Linked DNA regions of Mus musculus: region 1 is linked to region 2. Evidence: chromatin contacts called from public HiChIP or PLAC-seq data. All regions are on one chromosome and are shown on one strand. The core of a region is the stretch at or near the end of the contact, and the rest is flanking DNA. Distances in the headings are between cores, read along the strand shown. Region 1 holds the start of Rtp4 (receptor transporter protein 4). Region 2 overlaps Masp1 (mannan-binding lectin serine peptidase 1).

Region 1 (6,078 bases), core at 2,983-5,482, 110 kb after region 2:
TAACTGGTATCTTTGGTATCTTCCAACAACACCCTCCCCACTTCCTTGAGTTGTGGTTTCTTCCTTTAAATACCCCCTTACCCAGCTACTCGGGGCGCCACGGTCCTCTACCCCTACATGGTATATGACCGTGGGCCCGAGAGCGCTCTTAAATAAAAATCCTCTTGCAGTTTGCAACAAGACCGTTTCTTGTGGGTGATTTTGGGGTGTCGCCTCTCCTGAGTCAGAATGTGGGGGAGTCCTCACGTTGTGGGTCTTTCAGACCCAATTTTTGACAGTTTCCATGAGCAATTTGTTTAGCGTCTCCTTAAGACTTTTACTCTTCTGTTCTACCTGACCTAAGCTCTGTGGCCTATACTGACAATGTCATTCCCAACTGTTTTATACCCTTTTTTTTAGATTGTGAGACAATTTGGCCATGAAGGCCAAGCCATTATTGGACCCCAAAGCTAGGGGTGGTCCAAACTTTGGAATTATTTCCTGGAGAAGTTTCCTAGTAACGATTGGAGGAGTCTCTGTTTGAGTTGGGTAGGTTTCCATCTAGTCTGAAAAAGTGTCTACAAACACTAGCAAATATTTATAGCCAAAAAGAGCAGGCCTGACGGTACTCAGATATTCTCTACCAGAGTACTTAGAACAAAGGCCTTTTAAAGGTCAAACTCAGGTCCTGTTAGTTCTGTCAGCAGCTTCAGGGGGGTCGGTTTTGTGTAAGCAAGCAGTTTAACAGAAGCCAAGTTAGCTGTGGTATCTTGATATCAGGTTGGGTAATTTTCCTTTGTAATGTATTACCCTGTAAACCACCTGGTCCAATCTGTTTACATAAAATTCCCTGTAGTGGGTTTGGCCTAATGCTGCTTGTACTCTAATGTTAATTTGGCTCCCAGAAACTGCTTACTCAAGTACCTGAGGGTTGTAGCTTCTGGTAACCTGCCCCAGTTAGTTCTGGGTTGTAAATAAAATTGCCAACAACCACTGGAAGTCTGGACGGACAGACAAATGGGATTTTGGAATTTCCCGGGCTTGGGAGCATACCGGGAGAATGTGGAGGAGAGGAGAGACATTAAGGCTGAGAAGAGTGCAGGAGAGAGAGAGGCATGGCTGCCACGTGAAGGAGATGGGAGAGCGTAGCCCAGAACATGGCCCAGTTGGGCAACCCTCTGGGTCCAGAGCAACAAAGAGAGAACAGAGAATTTAGTTAAGTAATAACTTGGAATTAAGCTCCAGGAGGTTAGGCAATGGCCCAGCTATTGTGCTGCCTAAGGCATATTAAAATGTAAAGGCTGTGTGAGTGCCTTTCATTCGGGAACACAAACTATTGCGGTTGATATGGAACCTGCCACTGGGATTTATTAATTAAAATTTTAGTTCAACACTCCCCTGCTCCATCCCAGGAATTTGATAGCCTGGAACATAGACTATTTCCCCCTTGGACTGGTGACCCCTTTCCCCTTCCTCCTTCATCTTCTGTGTGTAGTTTTCAGATTGGCCAATCAGGTCAGACTGTGAGGTAATCACTACTTGAGTTAGAATAAAAACTAAGTTCACTTCTAGTCTCTGTATTCTCTCTTTGGATCACACCTCCTTGATCAAGAGCAAAGTCTACTTGGCCAGATACCATTGGAGAGTGATGGTCTTTCTTTGACCCTGAATTGTTTTTCTAGTATTAGGGATGGGGGAATTGCGAAGGTGAATGAATGTGATTAAAGTCCGTTCTATGAAAGTTCTCACAAACCATTAATAAAAGCATGATTAAAAACTTAAAATCCTAACTGCATATGTAGCAGAAGATGGCCTAGTCGGCCATCATTGAGAAGAGAGGCCCCTAGGTCTTGCAAACTTTATATGCTCCAGTACAGGGGTACACCAGGGCCAAGAAGTGGGAGTGGGTGGGTAGGGGAGCAGGGCAGGGGGAGGGTATAAGGAACTCTCGGGATAGCATTTGAAATGTAAATAAAGAAAATATCTAATAAAAAAAAACCCAAAAAACTTAAAATCTTAAAACTAAAAGAACAAAATAGAACAAACCAATTCTTAAGAATGTATCTAATTCCAAGTTCCCAGATTTCCCTATGTTTTCTGTCTAGATGTTAGGAAGGAGAGAGTTACAGAATAGAACATCCAGGTCTGGCCCCGAAAAGAAGCCACATCATTAAGGCTCTGGAAGATAGGCAGATTCTGTTTCCAAGATGGAAGAAGTAACGGGATTCTAAGGATCAAGTGTCCTGCTTGTCATATGCTTTCCATTTGACTAAACTTCAGAGGAACCAAGGTTCCTGTCTGGAATTGCCTTTAAAGTTCTAGTTCAGTCCCTGACCCTCAGACAGCAAGTATTTGCATTCTTTCTGTAGGGATGCTTCCCACCTGGGCTCCAGTGTTGCCTGCTGGGTAATTTACATATGGAAGTAGAACTTGATATGCAAACCCAAGGCTTTAAAAGCATCAGTAGTCCTCTTTCTAAATGTCAAAGAAAGAAGTCCACAGTCTGGACCTTTCCACCTTTGCTATCTGCAGAGGCAGCTTGGCTGACTTCCAAAAATGGTTCTCACCAGGCTTGTAAGCCATAGCAGCTTTCCTATGCTCACAAAACCAAAGACAAACAGGATCCAAGAAAAAAAAATGGTAAGATTTGGTAGATGACCACGGAGCACACACACTGGAAGTTAGTTACTGTAGTCCAGATCTGGTTTCTTGCTTGCTTTCAAGAGTCTATAATTACTGCTGGGGCTTATGAGCTTTGCATTTCGCCCACAAACAGCTCCTTGTAGCAGCTCCTAACTCGGACAATCTGCAGAACACCTGTGACAATGGGGTCACTGTGCCTGTCTCTCTGAAATGTCTCTCACAGGAATAATCCTCTGTTTAGCCTGGTCTCTTAGACAGTTCCCCAGGCAGTAGGGGAATTCCTAGCGCAGGCTGCCAGGTCGAGGTTTTACTACTGTCTCCCTAGCTCTGGCACCCTGTGCCACCCCATAACAAGTGTCCTTGGCTTCTCTCCAGGCAGTGAGGTGGATGCAGACACAGCAGGTGTTGAAATCATAGAGACCCAGGTTCGAATTTGACCTCTGCTTACTTGCCTGTAACTTTGCTACAAGGTTTGCCAGCTCTTGATGTGTGGGCTCACTTGTAAGATACCAGAGTTAGAAAGAATTTCAGTGTGACAAGAAAAGAGACTAGGACTCACATTTTAGTGTCTGAACAAGGCAAACTTACTCCTGGTCAAGAGGGTTTTCTCAGGAGTGGGAACACACCAGGACAGGAAGCCTCCATGTGGTTGGAGATGGTGTCTTTCTTCCTATTGGTTGGGGTCTGACATCACAGTTTAAAGATTAGCTAGTGTAAACCAAAGAGGCTGGTCGGAGCGCCCCCCCCCCACATATGTAGGAGAGGGCTACCATGTCTGATTTCAGTGGGAGAGGATATATCTAATCCTGCAGAGACTTGATGCACCAAGGTGGGTGGGGGAAACAGAGGTTCCTTCTCAGAAGGGGAGGGAGAATGTGGGAGGAACTCTGGGACGGGAGGAAGACCGGGAGGGGGGCAGAATTTGGGATGTAATAAAATAAATAAATTAATTAATTAAAAAAAAAGGAATAGCTGGTGTGAAAAGAACCTTTGGGAAGGAAGAAAGGAAGTCAGAATGGGGTCAGCCACTTAACTCTCTTAAGGGTCCCAGAATGTAGCAGGGCCTTTGCATAAAAGGTTTTACTAGGTGGGAAGATGTTAATATATTTGCATCCAAGGTGCAGGAGATGAAAGGAGTTGAATTATTTGCTGCAAACACAAAAAAAATACAAGTTTTTCAGTGTCTCAAAGAAAATACTCATATTTATTTTGTTGTGCTGTTTTAACACCAGGAACATTTGCAGTGCGGATTTTTTTCAGGGTCACTAGGTGATTAGGAACACAACCTCTTACAGTTCTGAGATCTCCGGGCCACCAGCATCTACTGGGGCAGGCGCCTTTTCTCAGTCACTAAGCACTCCTTTATTTCAATCCCCACACTGGTGCGTTGTTTACAGTAAAAATTATAAGAAAACAAAATGAAAAGCTTCCCACACAGGAGCCGCTAGAATGCAAACCAGAACTCCGCAGTTTCAGCACGGCCCTTTAACACAGTGGCAGCGGCGATTTGCTGCCCTAAGGTTTCTGTGCACCTTGGAAACCGAAACTTAAAGACAGACCGGGAAATGGAAACTGAAAGAACCGGGAAACTGAAACTGTTCTTTGTTTCCTCTCTCCCAGATTTGAGGAAGACAGTGAGCTGCTGAGTAACCCGGGGCCTCAGCTTCCACACCTCTGAGAATGCTGTTCCCCGATGACTTCAGTACTTGGGAGCAGACATTTCAAGAACTGATGCAGGAGGAGAAGCCCGGGGCCAAGTGGAGCCTGCATTTGGATAAGAACATTGTACCAGATGGTGCAGCCCTGGGATGGAGGCAGCACCAGCAGACAGTGCTTGGCAGGTGAGTGGAGTCTGGGCAGCTGGTCCCCTTAAAGACCCCACTACGTGCAGAGGCTTAACTGTGCTGATGCAGCCTCTAATACTTGTTAGAAAGAACAGGTGTGGCTAACTAGATTTTCCCAGTCTTTTGTGATCACTAGGCTAAGATGGTTAGGGTCGCTTGTACTCCATGTCCCCATGCTGGTTTTCTTTCTTTCTTTCTTTCTTTCTTTCTTTCTTTCTTTCTTTCTTTCTTTCTTTCTTTCTTTCTTTCTTTCTTTCTTTCTTTCTTTCTTTCTTTCTTTCTTTCTTTCTTTCTTTCTCTCTATCTCTCTCTCTCTCTTTCTTTCCTTCCCCCTTCCCCCCCCCCTCTCTCTCTCTCTCTCTCTTTCTTTTTCTGAGACAGGTTTCTCTGTGTGGCCCTGCCTGTCCTGAAACTCACTCTGTGGACCAGGCTGTCGAACTCAGAGATCCACCAGCCTCTGCCTCCTGAGGACTGAGAGTAAAGGCGTGCTCCATCTTGTTTAACTTAAAAACTGCTTGCCCTGCCAGGTCTCCTTACAAAAGCATTTCAGGAGTCCTTGAAGAATGACTCCAAGTTCCTACAAAGTCTTCCCTCCTGCTCTCTGTTGCTGGATCCCCAGCCAAAAAAAGACGTGGCATTGTATCCAGCTGCTCAGCCCTCTTATCAAGAGAAAACATAATAAAACTCTTAAAATGGAAAAATGGATTTATCTACAATTTGGGGATGCCACTGTTCATAGTCTGTCTCTGCCTCCCATCTAACAGTGTTATAATTCATGGAAAGGATGAGACAAGATCTGCATGTTATCAGAAATGTTGGCATACTTGACTGTAATTGCAGATGATACCAGGGAAAGCAGGTTCCTTCTTTGGGTCCTTAATCTCCTCGCTAAAAGGATTTTAGAATGGGGACTCAGATGGAAGTTTGAGGGCAGTTTATTAGAGTTTAAAAGAAAAGCCCCAGAGTGGGCAATACCCTAGGATTTCAGTTTCTGTGGAGCTGTGTGGTGCTAGACAGCCACACAGCAGAGACAGGACGAGTAGAGAAGGCGGGTGTCATGGAGGAAAACATGCTTAGAGCAGAGGTTACGCTTTTTCTGAGCGTTTGGTTTCAGACTCAGGGATGTGGGACTGAGGTGCGCGAAAACAGACCTGGCCTCCAGGTTCTCCCAGCATCCCTCAGTCCCTACCTGGCATACCTAGCTCCTAACCCTGAACTTTCTATCGCAGGGGCTGGGCTCCCTTCCTCCAGAGGCTCCTCCCAATATAATCCAGACATTTTGGTCTCTCCTCCTCTTCCTCCTCCTCCTCCTCCTCTTCTTCCTCCCTTCTTCCCCCTCCTTCCCTCCCTCCATCACCTTCCCTCCTCTCTCCCACCCCCCTCTCTGCTGACACACCCTTTCTCTTCCCCCTCCCCTCTCCCCATGCCAACTTTCCTAACCTTGGTCCTTGGGGCCAGTGAACTTGCCCAAGAGCAGCTTCGCAATAAACCTGCCTTTAATATAATCTAATCTGGCTTGAATTGGCTCATTTCATGGGCAGAGAAGTAACCTGATGAAAAGTCATCAGACTTCTAGAGCCAGGCAAAGAGAGTTGCCATGCTGGGTCACATA
Region 2 (6,304 bases), core at 1,976-4,475:
TGGGAGAAGGAAAGGATGTCTCTCAAGGTGAAGTTATGAAGCCAGAAGCAGAACCCAGGTGATCATCCAGAGCCACAGAGAGCATAGGGCGGGCTCTCTCCAGGGAACGTCCCTAAGTTCTTGAGCAGACAACACAGAGCTGATTGCTGTGCTATTTCTATTTTTCCCACTTCAGTGAGGGTTTTGCCGTGTTCATTTTAGTCTTACACCACAAGGAGAACCAGACACTGGGCATTGTGAGCCAAGTAACTTTCCCCATAGGTTCAGAGATCTATGGCAAAGAGTAGCTGCACAGAAGCCCCTACTGTGAGCGAGCATCTGTACATAGACACAGTTTAGATCACAGGACCCTGAACTTTGAGCCTGATCTCACAATGCACTTAGGCAACAGGGTTTGAAATGTGTTCAGTGCTTGGAAAAGGCATGAGTGATTTTGTTCTGAGACTGTGATATATTGTACCTGCAACTGGCTCTTCTATTCCTGTATGCAGAGCCTTCTGTCTCCTGACTTTGCTGCTCCTGGACTGAGCTGGTGACTTGTGCTGACAAAAGGACATTGCATGTTTGAAGGGATATGCCTTATCTAAACTCAGACTGCACAGTTTTGTAGCTATTGATTGCTTGTCACAGCTTTAGTAAAGCTCCCGAGGTTTCTGTTAAGCCCATGTGTGCAAAATCTACGTTTAGCAAGGAGCCCTGCTAAGGCAGTTTGGAAAGGACTCCTTGGTCCATGCTCCTAGGTACCTGATGTGTTTTCTTAGCCTCCACTGCTCTCCGGTGATGTTTCAGCACCCAGACCTGTCTTCAACAAACAGTTTATTAACTCAGATTAGCCACAATACCTACTAACCCTGATGTTTACAGCTAATTGTTTTTTTTCACCCTGTGAATTCCTATCTGCCTGGGCTATATTTGGAGCAGGGTGCAGACTCTAATACTAGAACTAGAAACAAGAGTGAAATTCCTGTGAACTTAGTAAACATTAGGGAGCCTATTTGGTGTCACACTAATAGAGAATTTGCAAAGACCTGGAAATATTCTTAGGAAATTTTTAGCAAGGAAACCCCCATTGCTGTAGTCCTTAGAAGGGAGTCATGTTTCTGAGTATAGCCTGCACGCTATTCTTTTAATGTTAGTCTTTTTTTTTTTGTTTGTTTTTGTTTTTGGTTTTTTTTGTTTGTTTGGTTAGTTTTTATTCTTTGAGACAAAGTTTCTTCTCTGTGTAGCCCTGGCTGTCCTGGATCTCACTCTGTAAACCAGCCTGGCCTTGAACTTCCAAAGACTCACCTGCCTCTGCCTCCATGTACTGGGATTAAAGGTATATACCACCACTGCTCAGCATAATATGTTTGTTTGTTAATAATCAACTCTTTTTACATGTGTGATCCTACTCTGAAGTTACCACGAGAAGAAGCCTAAGGAGGCCCTTTGAAGCATCAAAGTGATGTAGGGTAGAGATGCCTCTTCTACATGAGACTTCTAGAACATCTAGTTGACACTCATCATTTAACCACCACGTGGGTATGTGAGATCATTTTGTACATTTGAACTTCAGTGAACCTCTGACTCTAAGCTAGTCCAGGGAAGGACCATTCCACTCAAATTCCTGACCACAGAATTTTGAACAGATGGAATGATGCTATTTATGAGCAGCTGGAGTGGTTTATTACACAGTGAAAGAGAACTTGTGGGGACAAGGCTGTTAAAGGAGTGTTTGGGGACAATGATAAGTCTGACATTTGGGAGTGGACATCTCGAGTATGATAATTGAATAGATTCTTGGAGTCTTAAAGTCACCCAAGTCATCTTAAAGTTATCTTTAGCCTTGTCTAGACCCTTAACCATAAAAAAATGATCACCTCTACAGAAGCATCAGAGGAAATAAGAAACTTGGAACCTTCCAAGACTGATCAGAATATTGGAGATCACATTTACAAAGTTATTCCTTGGTCTTATACCTTGGTTGCATACATACATACATACATACACTGACTATGCATAATGAGAGTACAAAGTAGAAGGAATTAGTGTCAAACTACAGTAATTCTTCTTTGCTTTTAGACTTAAAAGGAAACTTGGGCTTAAAGATTCATTGACCTAATAAGCCAGACATGAATGACAAATATTTAATGTATTTCCCTTCATAGGCCGAGTATATATGAATCCAAATGGACACAAAAGTATAATGGGACATTTGATAAGAAGGGAACCACATTCATCTGCAGGGGCCAGGCCAGTGGATGATGCTCCTGTCTTGCTACTCTAGCAAGTGGCTTCACATTCCAGTTAAAGAGCATGGGTGGAAGCAAATTAAGTGTACCAGACACCAGACAAGAACCCAAGAGAGAACGGAGTGCACTGGCACTGAGCAATCTTTAAAAGGCTCTTGAAAGCCAGCCCCGTGAAATCAAAGAGCCAGAAGATGGAAGATTTCAGTTGACTTCAGATAGCTGTGCTGGGGTGGGGTGAGGGTTTCAGTGCGTTAGTCCTGGCCTACACCATGTGATCAACAGCCAGGAATGGCTGCTCATGAAGGCAGATCTCTGTGAATTCCAGGCCAGGCGTCATATGGTGAGTTCCAGGATGAGAGAGCTACAGAGTGAGACAACATTTTCTCAACAAATTAACAGCTTTCTAAATAAAAACAAATAAATAAGACGATGACTCATCTTTATTCCTGTGCAACATTTTTAAAGCTCTGGTTTACTTGTTTTTAATCATGAGCATGGAATGAGTGCAACTCACAGAGACATCACAGTTTCAAGGGGAGAGAGGTCATATGAATTCTGCAAAGGCTACACTGCCTATGTAGGAAACCTGATAAAATTTACATGTCTTGACTTCCAACTCTGGTCAAATAACTAGATCCAGGCAATTACATCAATGCTGAGTTGAAAAAGATAGTTGAAGTGAACACTTTTTATTTCCTAGGTGGGGAAACTGAGTCTGGTTTTAAGTTATATCATAATGGCCCAGGTGTACTGCTCTCCCCAGGATAGTGGTCTTATCTTACTTTCTTTTTTTCAGCTAACCACAGTAAAACCTTTTAACGGAGCTTGACAATACCACAAGAAGGTCCTGTCTCTGTGTAAAGGGCAGACACCATAAAGAATGAGGGGGCCTGAGAAAGAGCTCCTAGGTCCTGAGAGTCTGTAGCTGCTACTGGTGCCAGGAAGGATGGGGAACTAAAGAGATCAGCATGTGCAAGGAGAGAAGAAAGGACCAGCAGGGGAGGGGCCTGGCCCAGAGCCTGGGAAATGGCATCTAGGCATCCCGCAGGTGGGAGCCAGCAGAGCCCCACATCTAAGCTAGAGGAGGCTGCAGTGGGGCAGCAAGGAGGCTTCTGGTACTGTAGCTGGGGAGGAGAACCAGGATGGATTTACAATCCCTCTAGCTTGTGAACAGGCTCAGAATCCTGCATCCCACCTCTTCCAGGATTGGGGGCTGCTTGCTCATTCATATGCAAATCCCTTTAGTGTAGGGAGTCTGGGGCCCCACAGCTCAGTGTAGGAAAATAGCTTGGGGATGGGATAAAACAAAGGATGGTTGTGTTTGATAGCACAGGCTGCAAGGCTCAAGGTAAGTCCCTGTCTGGACTGGGGGAGGCAGGGATCAACCGCGCTTTGAGTAACATCCCTAACAGTGTGCAGGAATGTATGAGCCATTGTGTTCACTGCCACAGCTCGGAACCCTATCCCAACCAATTCTGTTTATTCCCTCCAACCCTTACATAGGAATCCTTCATGGGGACTGGAAATGCAGATCCACGGGCATTGTCACTTATTCTTGCTACTTTAATTCTGCCATGTTGTGCTGTAAATCCGGAAAAGCCTATTAGCTTACAAGAGCCAACTGTCAGCTTCTCTAGAATTGTGCTCAAATTGTTAAGCAGTCACACAACCATCTTTAATTGTTAAGTTCCCCCAAAATGACAATTAAGCAAACCATATTATAAATAAATAAATTCTATGAAAACTCATCATTTCCCACTTATTTTCACATTGTTCCACCATTGTTTCTGGGGTCTTCATGTCTTTTGTATTCAAAAGGGGAATGATGTGCCAAGATCCATCTCTTTTCCCTCCCTCCCATGCCTGCTGCTTTCCTTCATTTACAAATGCACACACATATCCTTGTCCCTAGGCCTCAGATTTCCAGAATATACAATCTGGATGTTAATATTGTTCTCCAAGAGTCAGGGCAAAGGAGAATCAGGTGTAGAAGCAGCTGTCCAAGTACTCTCATCCCCCACAGCTTTGTGCAGGGGCCCTATTCCCTTGCCTTCCTCTCTGGTCTCATCCCCCCACAGCATCTTGCAGGGGCCCTATTCCCTTGCCTTCCTCCCTGGTCTTATCTGTACCTTCTTTCCATGCCCCATTTCTAACTCCTTCTTCATACACAGCACACATTTCCCTTCCTGGGTCTTTGTGCTGTCTGTTCCCTCTTCGTGGGATGCTTTCTCTCCAGGAAACACAAGACTAAGATCTTTCTTATCTTTGCTCAAATAGTCCCTTCGTAACGAGTCTTCCCTGCCTGCCATATTTCCACACTACCCCTATTCTGCCTCTATTTTGTTTCTTTGCTCATCTGCTCATTACTCAATAGGTAAAATACAGGAGTCTTGACCCAGTACCTTAAAATTGTAGCTGCACAGCATTCCCTGATTGAACACCTTTTCCCGCTTTTTCTCTTCTGCTCTAAGGAAAGTTTAAGTTCTACCTTTTCAACAGGCAGTTTCCTGTGGACACACAAGAACATGGATGTGCACCCTGTCCACCGTGCCCCAGAGAAAGCATCTATCTCACACGGGTCCATCCACCTTCGCTTGCTTTCCTGGATCAAGCCTGAGGCTCTTCCTTCTGTTTCTTCTCACCACCCAGAGCCTGTGCTGTTTGCATTTCCTGCTTAAAATAAGATCTGGTCACACTTTCTGCAGCTCATTTTCACTTCCCAGTTCTCTTCTGTTAGCAGGCATTGGTGTTTGGGGCCCAGCACCCCAGTGGGAAGAATCATGCCCAGACTACAATTATCACTCAAGAGAAACCTTCCTTCATCCATTTTTCATTTCCTTCTGAGGCTACGGCCTCCTGTCCGCTCTCAGAGAATGAGCAGAGCCACCGAAGTCGCTGGGGTCAGCACGGCCTGAAGGTCATGGGCATATTTTAAGTAAACAGAGAGCTGTAATGAAATCAGCAGTCGAGGTCAGAGAACTTCTATCTTAATTATGCAGCAGGATGCAGACTGACCTATGTGACTTAGGGAAAAAGGCACCGGACTGGGTCTCAGAGCTTCGGAAACGGTAAGGATATGGCAAAGCCAGAGAGGATATGCTTCCCTTACTGAGAAAGCTACACCCAGAAGGCACTGGTGACTTGCCCAAGGTCTTATCCTGAGCCAGTGGGTGGTCTCTAGGATAGTGTTCTTTCCTAGGCACAGCTGCCTGGAGGCTTGTGCCTTTTTCTGTCCTACCCAGGACACTGCCTGCTACTAGTGAAAACAGAGACACAATCTTGAACTCCTGGGGCTGGCAGTCTAGTAGGAATGATCTGGGATGCATATGCACCACAAACCTATCAGCTGAGCACCTCCTAGCCTTTGTACCACAGAATTCATTCCTTATTGTCTCTTAAAAGGATTGTCCTGTCAAGGTCAGGATAAAAGAGAAAGTTATTTAACAGAATCTGGACAAAACAGGAGCCCCCAAATCCCTCGATGCCATTTTATAAATTTCACTAGAATACCATAACAGGTAAACTGTTGCCTTAGAAATACACGGCCAAGAGACAGACCTAGGCCCTTTCCAGACTAGAACCGACCTGAGAGGGAAACAGAACCACATCTTATGCATGCAAAGACCAGGCACCGAGACTTGGCTTTTCTAGAGGGACTTGGGAAGTTCAGTTTGTGCCTCAGTGTCCTTCTTTGTAAGCTAGTTATAACAATACCCATGTCTTTCTATTCCATGAGAAGAATTGCACGTGGCAGTAGACTGGAAACTCCTGCCAAAATGTTGATGGCAATACACAGCCCCCTGCCTTTAAACAGTACTTTCAAAACACGTAGGAGGAATTACCCAGATAGCCCTGGGTGATTCAGCAAGGTGATGAGAATAGACGAGGATGATGTGATGAGAATAGATGAGGATGATTATGTCCACAGAGCGGAAGCTGATGCCAGATGAGTCCCTTGCTATCCACCTTACACCATGACCACCTCTGGAGGAAGACACTATGCCCATTCTGGATTTAAAACAAAACAAAACAAAACAAAATAAAACAAAACAAAACAAAACAAAACAAAACAA

Evidence for each region. HiChIP or PLAC-seq counts read pairs in DNA pulled down with a chosen protein or histone mark.
Region 1: an H3K4me3 HiChIP or PLAC-seq map of the SCID.adh cell line shows a contact between it and region 2, with 11 read pairs. The contact joins the promoter of Rtp4 here to the enhancer-like site in region 2. A contact is called at or near these places in 2 of 39 promoter capture datasets (both in liver), 1 of 484 Hi-C or Micro-C datasets (liver), 2 of 115 datasets of contacts at active chromatin or transcription factors (the SCID.adh cell line and bone marrow-derived macrophages) and 3 of 9 other capture datasets (adipose tissue, liver and pancreatic islet).

The regions. Positions count from the first base shown.
Region 1 is chr16:23,605,687-23,611,764 of GRCm38.p6, forward strand. It overlaps Rtp4 (receptor transporter protein 4), which reads left to right and starts at 4,233. Exons shown (of 2, transcript NM_023386.5): 1 at 4,233-4,463. The coding sequence starts at 4,303.
Region 2 is chr16:23,501,121-23,507,424 of GRCm38.p6, forward strand. All of the region lies in intron 2 of Masp1 (mannan-binding lectin serine peptidase 1), which reads right to left. Among named protein-coding and RNA genes, the nearest start is that of Masp1, 17 kb to the right of the region's middle. RefSeq lists an enhancer at 1,688-6,236. Within about 2 kb of position 3,226, at least 32 of the 459 cell types and tissues checked have an H3K27ac peak or open chromatin away from gene starts, as enhancers often do. A contact at or near this core is called in the SCID.adh cell line, where this site is marked.